Regions from separate parts of the Ovis aries genome. Here region 1 is linked to region 2. Evidence: chromatin contacts called from public Hi-C data. All regions are on one chromosome and are shown on one strand. The core of a region is the stretch at or near the end of the contact, and the rest is flanking DNA. Distances in the headings are between cores, read along the strand shown.

The links. A called contact is a pair of places that touch in the nucleus more often than the background predicts.
Region 1: a Hi-C map of blood shows a contact between it and region 2, with 2.4 times the contacts expected there. The contact joins the enhancer-like site here to the promoter of GPCPD1 in region 2. A contact is called at or near these places in 4 of 16 Hi-C or Micro-C datasets (blood and skin fibroblasts).

Annotation. Positions count from the first base shown.
Region 1 is chr13:47,536,941-47,544,137 of ARS-UI_Ramb_v3.0, reverse strand. No RefSeq gene overlaps it. Among named protein-coding and RNA genes, the nearest start is that of SHLD1, 65 kb to the left of the region's middle. Within about 2 kb of position 5,232, at least 2 of the 54 cell types and tissues checked have an H3K27ac peak or open chromatin away from gene starts, as enhancers often do.
Region 2 is chr13:47,464,068-47,471,237 of ARS-UI_Ramb_v3.0, reverse strand. GPCPD1 (glycerophosphocholine phosphodiesterase 1) reads left to right here and starts at 3,620. Exons shown (of 19, transcript XM_012188684.5): 1 at 3,620-3,769.

The DNA.
Region 1 (7,197 bases), core at 3,983-6,482, 71 kb before region 2:
CATCTCCTAAAGAAAGGGCTTGGACCCAAGTTTTTATTGTAGGACTGTTAGCATCACAGATTTAATATTTTCTTTTTTATTATTGTTACTTCTTTGTTGTCTTCTTAGGGGATTTCAACCTGGTCTCAATCCATCTGTATGTATATTACCTTTGCAAAATGTGTTCTGTTATTATTAAAAAAATATAACTAGACCCCACTTCTGCCTCACTTGAAGGTCAACATTTCATGTCTTCTTATGATCAGAAACAAATCTTTCTAACTAGATTTGTCCTGCTCCAGCCATTTGTTGCCTTGCTGTTTGAGAAAAATTGTGCAATAAACTAAATAGACTTCATGCTGAGGCTATAGATTTTAATTTCCTAATTTTCTCTACTACATTCTGAATCTTCCTATTTTTTTCTAAACTCCTGGTCTGAACTTGAAAGCACTGGTTGGTAACCAATTTCCGTTCCTTGATAAAGAAAGCCTTGTTTACATTTAGAGTTTCCTATTATGTTACTTAAGAGGCTAAGAGTCATTTCCTCCTTATGCTGTACGAGCAGTTTATATCGAAAGCAGTTTATATCGAGCGAGCTGCGTCTATACACAACAATAGAACACTTGCAGAAATCTTAGGATCATAATCCTTCTGCACAGCCAGATTCTAAACACAGAATGTTCTCAATTATATAGAATCTAAAACACAAACAAAACCCAATTTATAGAAAAAGAGATAAGATTTGTGGTTACTGGAGGTGGAGGATGGGGAGTGTGGTAATTGGAAGAAACTGGTTAAAAAGTATAAATTTCCAGTTATAAGATAAATACTAGAGAAGTAATATATACAAAATGACAACCACAGTTAACATGCTATTTGGTGTGCATGAAAGTTGTTAAAGGAATAAATTCTAAAAGTTCTCATCACAAGGGAAAAATTCATTTTATTCTTTTTTTATCTGTATGAGATGATGGAGGATAACTAAACTTTTTGTGGTAAATGTTTCACCGTACATTTAGGTCAATAATTATGCTGTGCATCTTAAACTTCCACAGTGCTGAGTGTCAATTATATCTCAATAAAACTGAGCGGGGTGGGGGATGAAAATGTTACGTTTTGAGGGGCCACAATTTTACCCTCTACGTTCAAAGAAAATATCTTTATGTGGTAGAATTATGAGTAACTTACATTTTTTTCTCTTTAATTTTCTATACTTTTCAAAATTTTATAAAGGTCATGTTTTATCTTTTTAGCCAGAGAGGGAAAAAAAGGGAATTTCTTAAAAACAATTTTTAATTATCCAATCAGTCTCTCTAACACTTAATCTTAAAAAAGATCCTCCTTTAGACTGATTGACCTCCTTCCTGTTAACCTGTGGCCAAAAGGTCACTTAGTGGCTGCTAGGGCCACTAATTCCTGGAATAACTCTACACCTAGATCTTGTCTTAAAGTGGAAACTCCCAGAAGCTGACTCTGAGTCAGGACTTAGTAGTGGTTTATGTGGGAGGTGATCCCAAGAAATCTTAGTGGGACAGAAGGTAGCCTGCCCAGGTCTTTATCAAGTGGGCTACCAGAGGGGCCTTTGGAAGCTTGGGCAAAACACAACCTGGAGTGTCCCACTGCAGGGAGAGGGAACTGACCTGTTAGCCAGACATCAAGGGCCACTCCCAAACCGATGGGCAGTTCCTGAGCACTCTGGACTATCACGTGAGCCCTGGCAGCAGAGGAAGCCCCAGGCCCCGCCCCCAAATGAGTCAGTGAGGGCATGCTGGTGGGCAACAGCTTCTGGCACAGGTATAGTAGGAAAGAAATGAAATTGTGCACTTTGATCCCTAACTACCAAAACCACAGCCTGAACTAACACCATCACAGGGCACTAAAGTCAGCATCTTTGGAAACCTGATTTCAGGTAACACATCATCTCCAAGAAATTATTTGTGGGAGTCCGCACATTAATTCATGTCATTTAATAACATGTCAGAATTCTTTGAAAGTGATAAAACCCAATTCTGATTTGTATAGACACTAAAGTGGGGGTGAGACCAGTCAGAATGTCTGTGATCCAAAAATCTGCAAGCAATAAATGCTGGAGAGGGTGTGGAGAAAAGGGAACCCTCCTACACTGTTGGTGGGAATGCAAACTAGTACAGCCACTTTGGAGAACAGTGTGGAGATTCCTTAAAAAATTGCAAATAGAACTGCCTTATGACCCAGCACTCCCACTGCTGGGCATACACACCGAGGAAACCAGAATTGAAAGAGACGCATGTACCCCAATGTTCATCACAGCACTGTTTATAATAGCCAGGACATGGAAACAACCTAGATGTCCATCAGCAGATGAATGGATAAGAAAGCTGTGGTACATATACACAATGGAGTATTACTCAGACGTTAAAAAGAATTCATTTGAATCAGTTCTGATGAGATGGATGAAACTGGAGCCGATTATACAGAGTGAAGTAAGCCAGAAAGAAAAACACCAATACAGTATACTAACACATATATATGGAATTTAGAAAGATGGCAATGACGACCCTGTATGCAAGACAGGAAAAAAGACACAGATGTGTATAACGGACTTTTGGACTCAGACGGAGAGGGAGAGGGTGGGATGATTTGGGAGAATGGCATTGTAACATGTACACTATCATGTAAGAATCGAATCGCCAGTCTATGTCCGACGCAGGATACAGCATGCTTGGGGCTGGTGCACGGTGATGACCCAGAGAGATGTTATGGGGAGGGAGGTGGGAGGGGGGTTCATGTTTGGGAACGCATGTACACCCATGGTGGATTCATGTCAATGTATGGCAAAACCAATACAGTATTGTAAAGTAAAATAAAGTAAAAATTAAAATTAAAAAAAAATAAAGTGGGGGTGAGAGATATTATTTTTTGTAATTCATCAACACAGAGTGAACAGTAGTGTCCTCTGTGATAACTGTCTTGTCCTGACTTTAATGTCACTGCTGGAGATTATAAGGTACAGGAATGTAAAGAGTGCTCTTCAGCAGGGAGATGCAAATTATAATAACAATGAACTCTGATTTCTGAGCCTTTAGATTGGCAAAATTTTCAAGTCTGAAAATATCAACTGTGGTGAGAGTGGAAAATCAACAACAGGGCTGTTACACTTTGCCAATGGGAGTGAAAATTGGAATAATTGCAACAGGAAGCAATTTTGCAGTACTTAATAAATTAACGTGTGCATAATGTCAACTCAACAGATTCCTACTCAGTTATATGTATGACCAAGCAAGGTTTTTGCACATATGGGTCAGGCCACGTGAACTAGAGGGAAATAATAGAATGGGAAAGACTACAGATCTCTTCAAGAAAGTTAGAGATACCAAGGGTATATTTCATGCAAAGATGAGCACAATAAAGGACAGAAACAGCAAGGACCTAACAGAAGCAGAAGAAATTAAGAAGGTGGCAAGAATACAGAAAAACTACACAAAAAAAGGTCTTAATGACCTGGATAACTACAATAGTGTGGCCATTCACCTAGAGCCAGACATCCTGGAGTGTGAAGTCATCCTGGGCCTTAGGAAGCATTACTACAATCAAAGCTAGTGGAGGTGATGGAATTCCAGCTGAGTTATTTCAAATCCTATTTCAAATGATGCTGTGAAAGTGCTACACTTAATATGCCAGCAAATTTGGAAAACTCAGCAATGGCCACAGGGCTGGAAAATGTCAGTTTTCATTCGAATCCCAAAGAAAGGCATTGCCAAAGAACGTTCAAACGGTACTGTGCTCATTTCATATGCTATCAGGGTAATGCTCAAAATTCTTTAAGCTAGGCTTCAACAATACATGAACCAAGAACTTCCAGATGTACAAGCTGGATTTAGAAAAGGTAGAAGAACCAGAGGTTAAATTGTCAACATCTGCTGGGTCATACAAAAAGCAAGGGAATTCCAGAAAAACATCAACTCCTGCTTCAATGACTATGTTAAAGCCTTTGGCTGTGCGGATAACAAGAAACTATGGAAAATTCTTAAACAGATGGGAATATGAGACCACTTCATTTGTCTCCTGTGAAGCAACAGTTAGAACCTTACATGGAACAATGGACTGACTCAAAATTGGAAAAGGTTATATATTGTTACCCTGCTTCAGTTCAGTTCAGTCGCTCAGTCGTGTCCGACTCTTTGCGACCCCATGAATTTCAGCACACCAGGCCTCCCTGTCCATCACCATCTCCAGGAGTTCACTCAGACTCATGTCCATCAAGTCCGTGATGCCATCCAGCCATCTCATCCTCGGTCGTCCCCTTCTCCTCCTGCCCCCAATCCCTCACAGCATTTTACGTCTATACAGTGTACATCATGCAAAATGCTGGGCTGGATGAATCCCAGGCTGGAAACAAGATTACCAGGAGAAATATCAATAGCCTCAGATATGCAGATGATACCACTTTAATGGCAGAATGCAAAGAGGATCTAAAGAGCCTCTTGATGAGTGTTGAAAGAGGAGAGTGAAAAAAGCTGGCTTGATACCCAACATTCAAAACATGAAGATCATGGTATCCCAAGATCGTCCCGTCACTTCATGGCAAATAGATGGGGAAAAAGTGGAAACAATGACAGACCATTTTCTTGGGCTCCAAAATCACTGTAGACAGTGACTGTAGCCATGAAATTAAAAGACACTTGCTCCTTGGAAAAAAAGCTATGACAAGCCTAGATAGCATATTAAAAAGAAGAGACATCACTTTGCCAACAAAGATCCATAGAGTCAAAGCTATGGTTTTTCCAGTAGTCATGTACGGATGTGAGAGTTGGACCATAAAGAAGGCTGAGCTCCAAAGAGTTGATGCCTTCAAATTCTGGTGCTGTTGCAGGAAGGGGGACTCCTTCCAGGGCTCTTGTCTAACACTCAGAAATGAATTGTCCAAGGAGACACATATGCTGACAAAGCAAGAGATTTTATTGGGCAAGTGTGCCCAAAGAGAGAGCAGTAGGGTAAGAGAGCCCAGAAGAACTGCTCTGCCACATTGCTCCCAGTCTCAGGTTTTATGGTGATGGGATTCGTTTCCAGGCTGTCTTTAGCCAATCATTCTGACTCAGAGTCCTTCCTGGTGGTGCATGCCTTGTTCAACCAAGATGGATGCCAGCGAGAAGGATTCTGGGAGGTGGTTGGACACATGGTGTCACCTTTTGACTTTTTCTGAACTCTTCTGGTTGGTAGTTATTAGTTCCTCATTCCTTATCAAGACTTCCTGTGGTAAAACAACTCATGCAAATGGTTGCTATGGTGCCTGGCCAGGGTAGGTGGTTTCAGTCAGTGTGCTTCCCCTAACAGTGCTGGAGAAGACTCTTGAGAGTCCCTTGGACAGCAAGGAGATCAAACCAGTCAATTCTAAAGGAAATCAACCCTGAATACTCACTGAAAGGATGATGCTGAAACTGAAGCTCCAATTCTTTGGCCACCTGATGCAAATAGCCGACTCATTGTAAAAGACCCTAATGCTGGAAAGTATTCAGGGTAGGATGAGAAGGCGGCGACTGAGGATGAGATGGTTGGATGGCATCATCGACTCAATGGACAAGAGTTTGAGCAAACTCCAAGAGATAGTGAAGGACAGGGATGCTTTCAGTACTGGCATGCTAAGGTCTATGGAATTGCAAAGAGTCAAACAGATCTTAGCAACTGAACAACAGCAATGTGTTTATAAACCTTTTCACTATAAACTTACTTGTGATAGTGAAGTGATAGACTACTGCCGGGCAACTACAGTAGTAGTTGAATTGCGGGGCAATTCAAATCAATGTTTGAATTAGAGCTCCTTTTTTTTTTTTTTCAGGAAAAATATAATGGTGAGGGACTTCCCTGCTGATCCTGTGACTAAGACTCCACGCTCCCAGTGCACTCCTAAGACTTTTCATGTCAAAATGAAGGTGGAAGATTCTGTGTGCTGCAACTAAGACTTGCCAGAGTAAAATAAGTAACTAAATTAATGATATGCATATTCCATAGACAGAATGCAGTCCATCTCAAAATGTGACAGTGACCCCCAAGTATGGCATGATTACTTTTTATGGGCTGAGTAATTGCATATACTAATGAGTGAGATGACTATTTCAACTATTTAGGGTGGGGCATGGATTTCTAGGAATTGAGCCACATTTTGGCCTTTTACGATTGGCCTCAGAACTGTCATGGCACAGTTGAGTGTGTCATTTAGCTAACAGATTATAATGAGCATAGAATGAGGCTCAAGGTCTACTGGAAGTCTAATCTTCTGCCATCTTGGGCCTAATCTGCTCTAACCAGCTTTCATTGTATCCTGTGTTTGTCAAAGGCTGTGTCATCCTTTTGATGTTATGCTCTGCCCCCTTTCCTCCTATCTCAGCCGTATTTACACTTTTAAAAAAAATGAATTTTAAGAAATCACATCAGAAACTATTGTGTAAAAATATTTAATTCAGTATTTTAGAAAGACTTCTAAAAACATTTTATTTTACTAATAAGCTTTAGAGAGTGAAATGCTTCATCATTCAGGATGACACAAGAGTGTCACATGAGTCCCAAGGCACAGTGCATCTGATGGAAAGTTCTCTTTCATCCTGGACCCTCTCTTCACCAGCATTTCTTCCAAAAACACAAGATAAATTCTGCACCACTGGATGAGGCCACTCCACCTTTTTTGTCTGGAAGTTGTGAGAAAGTGCAGAGGTGCAAATTTAAGATGCTGAAATGGAACAGGACACTGTGGGGTCCTCTCAGCTACAGAGCCTTTCCATATCCCTGGTTTCTAGGACTAGGAGATAGTCTTCTTTCAGCCTCTTTGACCTTCCCTGAGTTCCAAAGGGCAGATTCAAATAGCCATTTATCAGGGAAGGGAAGGAATATGGAAACAAGGAGCAGCAGTCAAGAAACAATACTTCAGAGATAAAGCAGGGTCCTGCTTCCTCCTCAACAAATATACATAACGATATTTTTGAGTTCTTCTGCAGGAACTAAGACCCCACCCCATGTACAGGATGATAACTTCAGGCTGAGCACAAGATTCCTGGAGCACCAGCATGTTACCTCACTTCCAATCAATCAGAAGAAAGTCACACACTCTGTTCATCCCCAATTTTGCCTTAAAAACTTATCCCAATACCTTTGAGGTGTCCAGGGATTTTGAGTATGAGCCATTGTTCTCCTAGCTTGGCCCTGCAATAAACCTTGCTCTGCTCCAAACTCTGATGTTTTGGCTTG
Region 2 (7,170 bases), core at 2,371-4,870:
ATGCAGAGTATATCATGAGAAACGCTGGACTGGAAAAAACACAAGCTGGAATCAAGACTGCCAGGAGAAATATCAATAACCTCAGATATGCAGATGACACCACCCTTATGGCAGAAAGTGAAGAGGAGCTAAAAAGCCTCTTGATGAAAGTGAAAGAGGAGAGTGAAAATGTTGGCTTAAAGCTCAACATTCAGAAAATGAAGATCATGGCATCTGGTCCCATCACTTCATGGGAAATAGATGGGGAAACAGTGGAAACAGTGTCAGTTTTTATTTGGGGGGGCTCCAAAATCACTGCAGATGGTGAGTGCAGCCACGAAATTAAAAGACACTTACTCCTTGGAAGAAAAGTTATGACCAACCTAGATAGATATTCAAAAGCAGACACATTACTTTGCCGACTAAGGTCCGTCTAGTTAAGCCTATGGTTTTTCCTGTGGTCATGTATGGATGTGAGAGTTGGACTGTGAAGAATGCTGAGCACCGAAGAATTGGTGCACTTGAACTGTGGTGTTGGAGAAGACTCTTGAGAGTCCCTTGGACTGCAAGGAGATCCAACCAGTCCATTCTGAAGGAGGTCAACCCTGGGATTTCTTTGGAAGGAATGATGCTAAAGCTGAAGCTCCAGTACTTTGGCCAGCTCATGCGAAGAGTTGACTCACTGGAAAAGACTCTGATGCTGGGAGGGACTGGGGGCAGGAGGAGAAGGGGACGACCGAGGATGAGATGGCTGGATAGCATCACGGACTCAATGGACGTGAGTCTGAGTGAACTCCGGGAGTTGGTGATGGACAGGGAGGCCTGGCGTGCTGCGATTCATGGGGTCGCGAAGAGTCGGACACGACTGAGCGACTGAACTGAACTGAACATGGAGTCAGAACTGGGTTCCTTCGTGCAACACCTCTACAAAATATAAGAAAGAAAGGAAATTGGCTTAATCGTTTTGTCCAGAAAGAAAGCCTCATAATTCATCAATTTGAAGACATCTCCCTGGTGGCCCAGTGGCTAAGACTGTGCACTCCCAGTGCAGGGGGCCTGGGTTCAATCCCCCCTCAGGCAACCAGATTCCACCCCCATGATGCAACTGAAGATCCCTAGTACCACAGCTAAGACCTGGAGGAAACAAATAAATAAATATATATAAGTTCATCAATTGCAGTAAAAAATTTCCAAAAATTTATATTCAATCACAGATAGTGAGGGGTAGGATTTAAGTTCAACTGTGGGACCTAAGTCTAGAAGATTTTCCACCAATGCTACTACCATCATTAATACATGAAAGACAAAGAGAGATCATGCAGCTGATTTTGGACAAATGAGTAAATATGTTTCATTATTTAATCAAATAAGATAACATTAAATATTTTAAATGAGATAAGATCCAAGTTAATCTCATTAAACATTTCTTGCAAAAGTTATAACATTCCACAGAAGTAGGAGGAAGGAATGTATTGTTTATATTTTACTCTAATATAGCAATCATAACAAGGCATATATAATTTAAAATATGTTGAATTATTATAAGAATTTTAAGCAAGGCTGTGTAAAGTGGGGCAGCTCCAGGAGTCCCTGCTTTCCCTTTGCAGGTCCACGTTTCTCTGTTCTCAGTTTTTCAATTATCCAATGCTGCTGGCTTGTTTTAAATTTAGAAATTCCTCAATTTCTGGCCCACTGATGGTGATTTTAAAATATGTATAATTCTTCTGTGATTTCAATAGGATTTAGGGAAAGAGCATGGTTTCGATCCATCAATTTGAACTATAAACGTTAGGCTTGATTAAATGGTGATTACAGTAAAAAAAAAAAAAGATCTAGTATAAACATTTAAAAAAAGCAAACATATGAAAGAAATTCATCACTAAAGTATGACTAACAGCAGAAGAATGAAATGAACTCTAAGGTATTAGGAAATGTTAACAGCTGACTTTAGCAGATGATAGTACATAATTAAGAGGAAATCTTAATTCCTTATGAAAATTGTGATTAAAACTAGTGACAGCAAGAAACCATTGCATCCTGTATCTTGCACTAAGCAGGCACTTAGTAATTATTTATTAACTGAATAGACAACAGTCAAAAATGCTCTGGGAGCTAATCCAAGATCAAATATAAAATTCAGTCACCCGATATATAAAATTTTATTTTATTAACAAATATATCTATTTATAAAGTCTTACTTGTAAAGCTAGGAGCTGTCTAAAAGCTAGAGCGCCTCTAACCCAAATGTCTTTTCGATAGGACCATTCTAACCAATTTGCAGCTGGAGCTAGCTCTTGAGTCCTTTTTCCGTATCTTAAGATATTTTCGATATCTTACTCGATTTTTAAAATATAATTACAAATATATTATATTGCTATAGAACTATGAAATTTTCGAGTTGGAATCTCACTCGTTTTAAATGAAATCTGATAACAATTTTCTATTACAGGTAAACTAGCAGTTAACCTTGAAGGCTGGAAAGCAACAGTTTAAGTTGGCTGATTAATTTTTCCTGGAACCATCGAAGTGAAAGTGAAGTCACTCAATCTTGTCTGACTCTTCGCGATTCCATGGACTGTAGCTTATCAGGCTCCTCTGTCCATGGGATTTTACAGGCAATAGTACTGGAGTGGATTGCCATTTCCTTGTCCAGGGGATCTTCCCGACCCAGAGATCGAACCCGTGTTCCCCACATTGTGGACAGACGCTTAACCGTCTGAGCCACCAGGGAAGTCCCTCAAAGGAGCTATCAAAGGAGAGAGTAAATCTTTCTAGCTTCAAGCTTTATTTTACATAGGAATAACCTGGGTCTTGTTACATGCAATTCATGCCGATTGACGTTGTTGTTGCTGAGTCGCTAAATTGTGTCTCACTCTTTTGCAGATACCATAGACTGTAAAAATGCGAGGCTCCTCCGTCTATGAGATTTCCCAGACAATTCTGGAGTTGTCATTTCCTTCTCCAGGGGATCTTCCCAACTCAGGGATCGAACCCCTTTTCTTGCCGTCTTCTGTATCGGCAGGCAGAATTCTTTATCACTGCACCTGGGAAGCCCTTAAAAGCAATTGGAATAGGCAGGTCTGATAGGGTCTCCAGAGGGCAACTGTGATAATAACCACCAGGTGATACTTGAGTATGAATCCCGTCCTTTACATAAGGAAGGGAAAAACTCTCAACAATCTTAGGTTTGTCAATTCTTCTTAACCCTAAAGATTTGGTCCAAGTGCGCTTTTCATTTTGTAACGAAATAGTTTCCACAGAACGTTAATCTTGTTAATCCCCCCCGCTTTTCAATGGGACAAAAGACGCAATTCAGGATCTCAGCTCCACCTTCCATTCTAGTTTGTCCTAGGACGGCTTAGGGGACCAAGGTAGGTGTCTAAGAACCCAGGTCAGGCCTCTGCCGCTGGACCCAGTCAGCCGAAAAATTTTCGCCCACGCCGGAGACCCCTGGAATGCCCAGTAGCCCTCAGTCACTGATGCCTGCCCTTACCAGGACCGCGCGGGCCCGCCCCCAACGCTCGGCCATCCATTGGCATGGAGGGCGCCGGGCGTGACGTCAGGCTCCGCCTCGCCGCTTCTCAGGCCCCGCCCCTCGAGGTGGCCTGGCGGTTTGGTCTGGAGCAGCTGAAACCGGTTTGAGCGGAGCCGCTTCCTGTAGCTTGGTGCCGCTGCGGGCTGCCTGAGGGAGTGCTGGCGAGGTGCTGACGGCCGGTACCCAGCACCTGGGCCTGCGACACTGACTGTCGGGCGCGGCGTCGGTGGTGGCGCTGACCCGTGGACCCAGCAGGTGAGCTGGGAGGCCGGGCGGGCTGGGCGCTCGGTGCGGGGGCCTTGGCGGTTGCTCACGTTGCGGCCGAGCTGTCAGGGCTGCGCGGCGGGGCGGGGGGCGAGTTGTGGGCAGGATCCCTCACCCTGGACTGGCAGCCGGTCGGGGAACGGCGGCCTGGAGGTTTGCTCCTGTAAATCGGTGGGTTACACATGTTTACAGTATTTATCGTTTGCTGCGGCGATTACGCTCTGCTGCCTAATGCTTAGTTCCCGTACGAAAATTCTGTAGCGTTTTCGGTGATACCAGAATGCATAGAGCGTGAGACCACCTAAGTGTTGGAAGAACCATTTAGGGAGCGAAGAGACGTAAATGCCGCAGAACTCGCTCACCGCCACTCTCTGACTTCACCCATAAGTAATTCGTAGTGTTTTGACAACTGCTGTTTTTCTGAAATTGCTTATCCAAGTAGTCTAGGGCGTGCTTGTATAATTCAGTTATTCCAAGAAACCGAAGTGCCTTACTTTTTTAGGAAAAGGTTCCAGTAATAGACATCAGTGCCCTTGATACAATTTTAAGACAGCTGCCCCTTTTTCTAAAGCTCTACTTTTTCCAAGCTCTTCAGATTACCTTGTGGTAGAAAACCTAGTTCATCGACCCCCCTCTTTCCCACTTCCCGGGTTATAAAGGAAATCAGGCATGAATCATGAATTCAGTAACGAAGTGTGGCGATCTTTCACCATTGAGACAGCGGTCTAGTCTGATGTAACACATAGAGGAACTGGCTGGATGTTTGGGCTTGATGTTTTCTTCACACTTTTCTGTTGCCCTTCCTATTTCTGCCCAATTTCTATCCACTACTCCCCTCCCGCCCCTTCTCCGCCCCTCCTCGCGCCCCCCCCCCCCAACCCCTGCCCCATGTCTTGCTACATTTCTGACAGTTGTGACTTAGCTGAGAAATAAATACAAGCTATCAGTCATTTTCACAACGCCTAACATTCTGGGTACAAGTAAGTAACATAAGGTAAAACAAACAGGTAAAACTGCACGTGGTTCGGTCCGATCTTGGCATCACTAGCGAGAACTGATATTCTAGACAAGATGAGATTAGGAAAGTTCGACTCAAATAATGACCACAAAGGATGTTTCAGTGGCAGAGTGACTAAAATTTGATATGTACAAAGTAAGTTGATGAATCAAATCTTTGTGTATAACTTAACCAGGAAAAGTAAATGTATATGAAAATAATATCTAGATGAGATGAAAAAAAATTTGGAATGGTTTTCTGGCATTGTGTAGAAAGATGATTAACGAGTTTACTGGCTTAATGAAATCTTCAGAACTGCTTTCTTAATAAAAACCCAGCATGTCTGTGCTCAGTCTGTCTGACTCTTTGCAACCCTGTGGACTGTAGCCCACCAGGCTCCTCTGTCCATGGGATTCTCCAGGCAAGAATACTGGAGTGGCTTGCCATTTCCTTCTCCAAGGGATCTTCCCAACACAGGGATCGAACCCAGGTCTCCCGCATTGCAGGCAGACGCTTTAACCTCTGAGCCACCAGGGAAGCCCTCATGTCTATGTACACTTGATTAAAGTATTGACTCAGTATACTGGGGTTGGACTAGAGGGATCATAATGATCCTCCACCAGGATGAGCAGAAGTTAGCTCAGGAAAGTATAGGCATTTATATATTGCTTTCTAATATGCATTTAGGAGGCAAAGCTGTTGGAGCCTAGAGAATTGGAAACTGCTTTTTTCTTTGAAAAAATATTTGAAGGAAAACAGTGAAATATGTCTTTTTGGCTAGGAAAAAAATCCATTTTTGCTGAAAATTCTGTGACTTCAGTTTAGTTCTAAATTGTACCTCTGTTTGTTTAAATCTTTCTTTTGTTCCCTAAGCTGGCAAGCCAGTAAAGGAATATGTTAGAACAGTTTATTTGACAAAAAGAATAAAGTAAAACTTACTTTGCCAGGTAATATTTTTGAAGTATTTTTAAAATGTAAATTACAGTGTCATTTTGCAAGTTACTCGAGTCCTTAAAAAAGTGTTAAAATAATGTTAAATGCAACTCAAAGTCTCAGGTGAGAATGCTGTTTAATACTTCAGAAAGCAAAAAATGGAGGTTATGTTTAAAACCAAACCAAAAACATATCTCAGGACGCATGTTTTGTACTTTAGGGTATAGGTGAATTAGTTAAATTACATATACAGTCGGCTCGTGTATATAAAATGACTAGCATTTTCCATCTTATTCTTGCATGTATCTAGAAGATCTGTCCCTGTTCAAGTTGAGATTTCCTTTGCCTGTTTGGAAGAAGAGGGAATTTTGGTTGTGTAAATTTTTTGTTCCATAACAAAACAGTATTTTACTTTGGTGGTAGCAGGGTGCCAAAATGGTACACTTCAGTACTGCACCAGAATTTTGGCCTCTGTCCACCATCAAGTAAACTGCTGTAGGAGCAGCTCTGCAGGCTTTTATTTGGAATGGTCTTAAATTTGGGCAGTGAGGGGAGTGAAACTTAAACAGATTATATGACTGTTTTGGCAGTCCAAGTTGGAGATGATGCTTTGTTGACACCCAGTGAGGTTTTTTTTTGGAGGAGTGGGGTTAATTTTGTGCTTGTATATTCAGCTTTGGTATATAGTACATAATGTAAACTGCAGCTGTTTCTAGCCAAGTTACAGTAGCCACTCTTACAAGCAACCTTAATAATGAGAGGCTCAACTATAATCAGCTAATGCCCTTTTCATAAATTTAATGCAGTCGAAATTCAGATATTTTTTACTAGGTGTTGATTTTAATACATAGGAATAATTACATCTGTTTCCCTAAAATTGGTTAAAACAATTCCTTAAAATTGATCAACAAATAATCAAGTACCAATTTTTAATTATATACATGAGATTGTTCTTAGTAACTGTGGCAGTAAGCATTGGGTGAAAGTTCAGGTTATATGTTGAGATTGGTTATTCAGCAGTTTGCTGGATGATAGAACTTTTTGCTTTGTCTCCATTCAGTTAACTTAAAAAGCCTAGTTTTTTAGATAGCCTTAAGGTTTCTGCTTGATATGATTGATGTAGATAAATGTAAGAGATAAATTAAAAGTAGATTGCAGTGCTTCAATGAATCATTTATTAGGAAAGGAAATCATCCTATTCTTAGGGTTATACTCATGTTCCTATCAGATGAAGGTTATTTGAGTTCTATATGTTAAATGGCCGGTAACAATCTAGAACTAATTTTAGATTTAAAACATTTTTGTGCTCAAACTGGATGTATTAATATGTTTTAAATAGATCAGGTTTACTCTTAGACATAGAAAGTAGACTAGCATATGTGGTTTGATCAAGGACAGGTTTTTTTCCCCTCCAGTGTGGAATCTTGGGTTTTCTAACTGAATAGAGTTACTAGATAGGGAT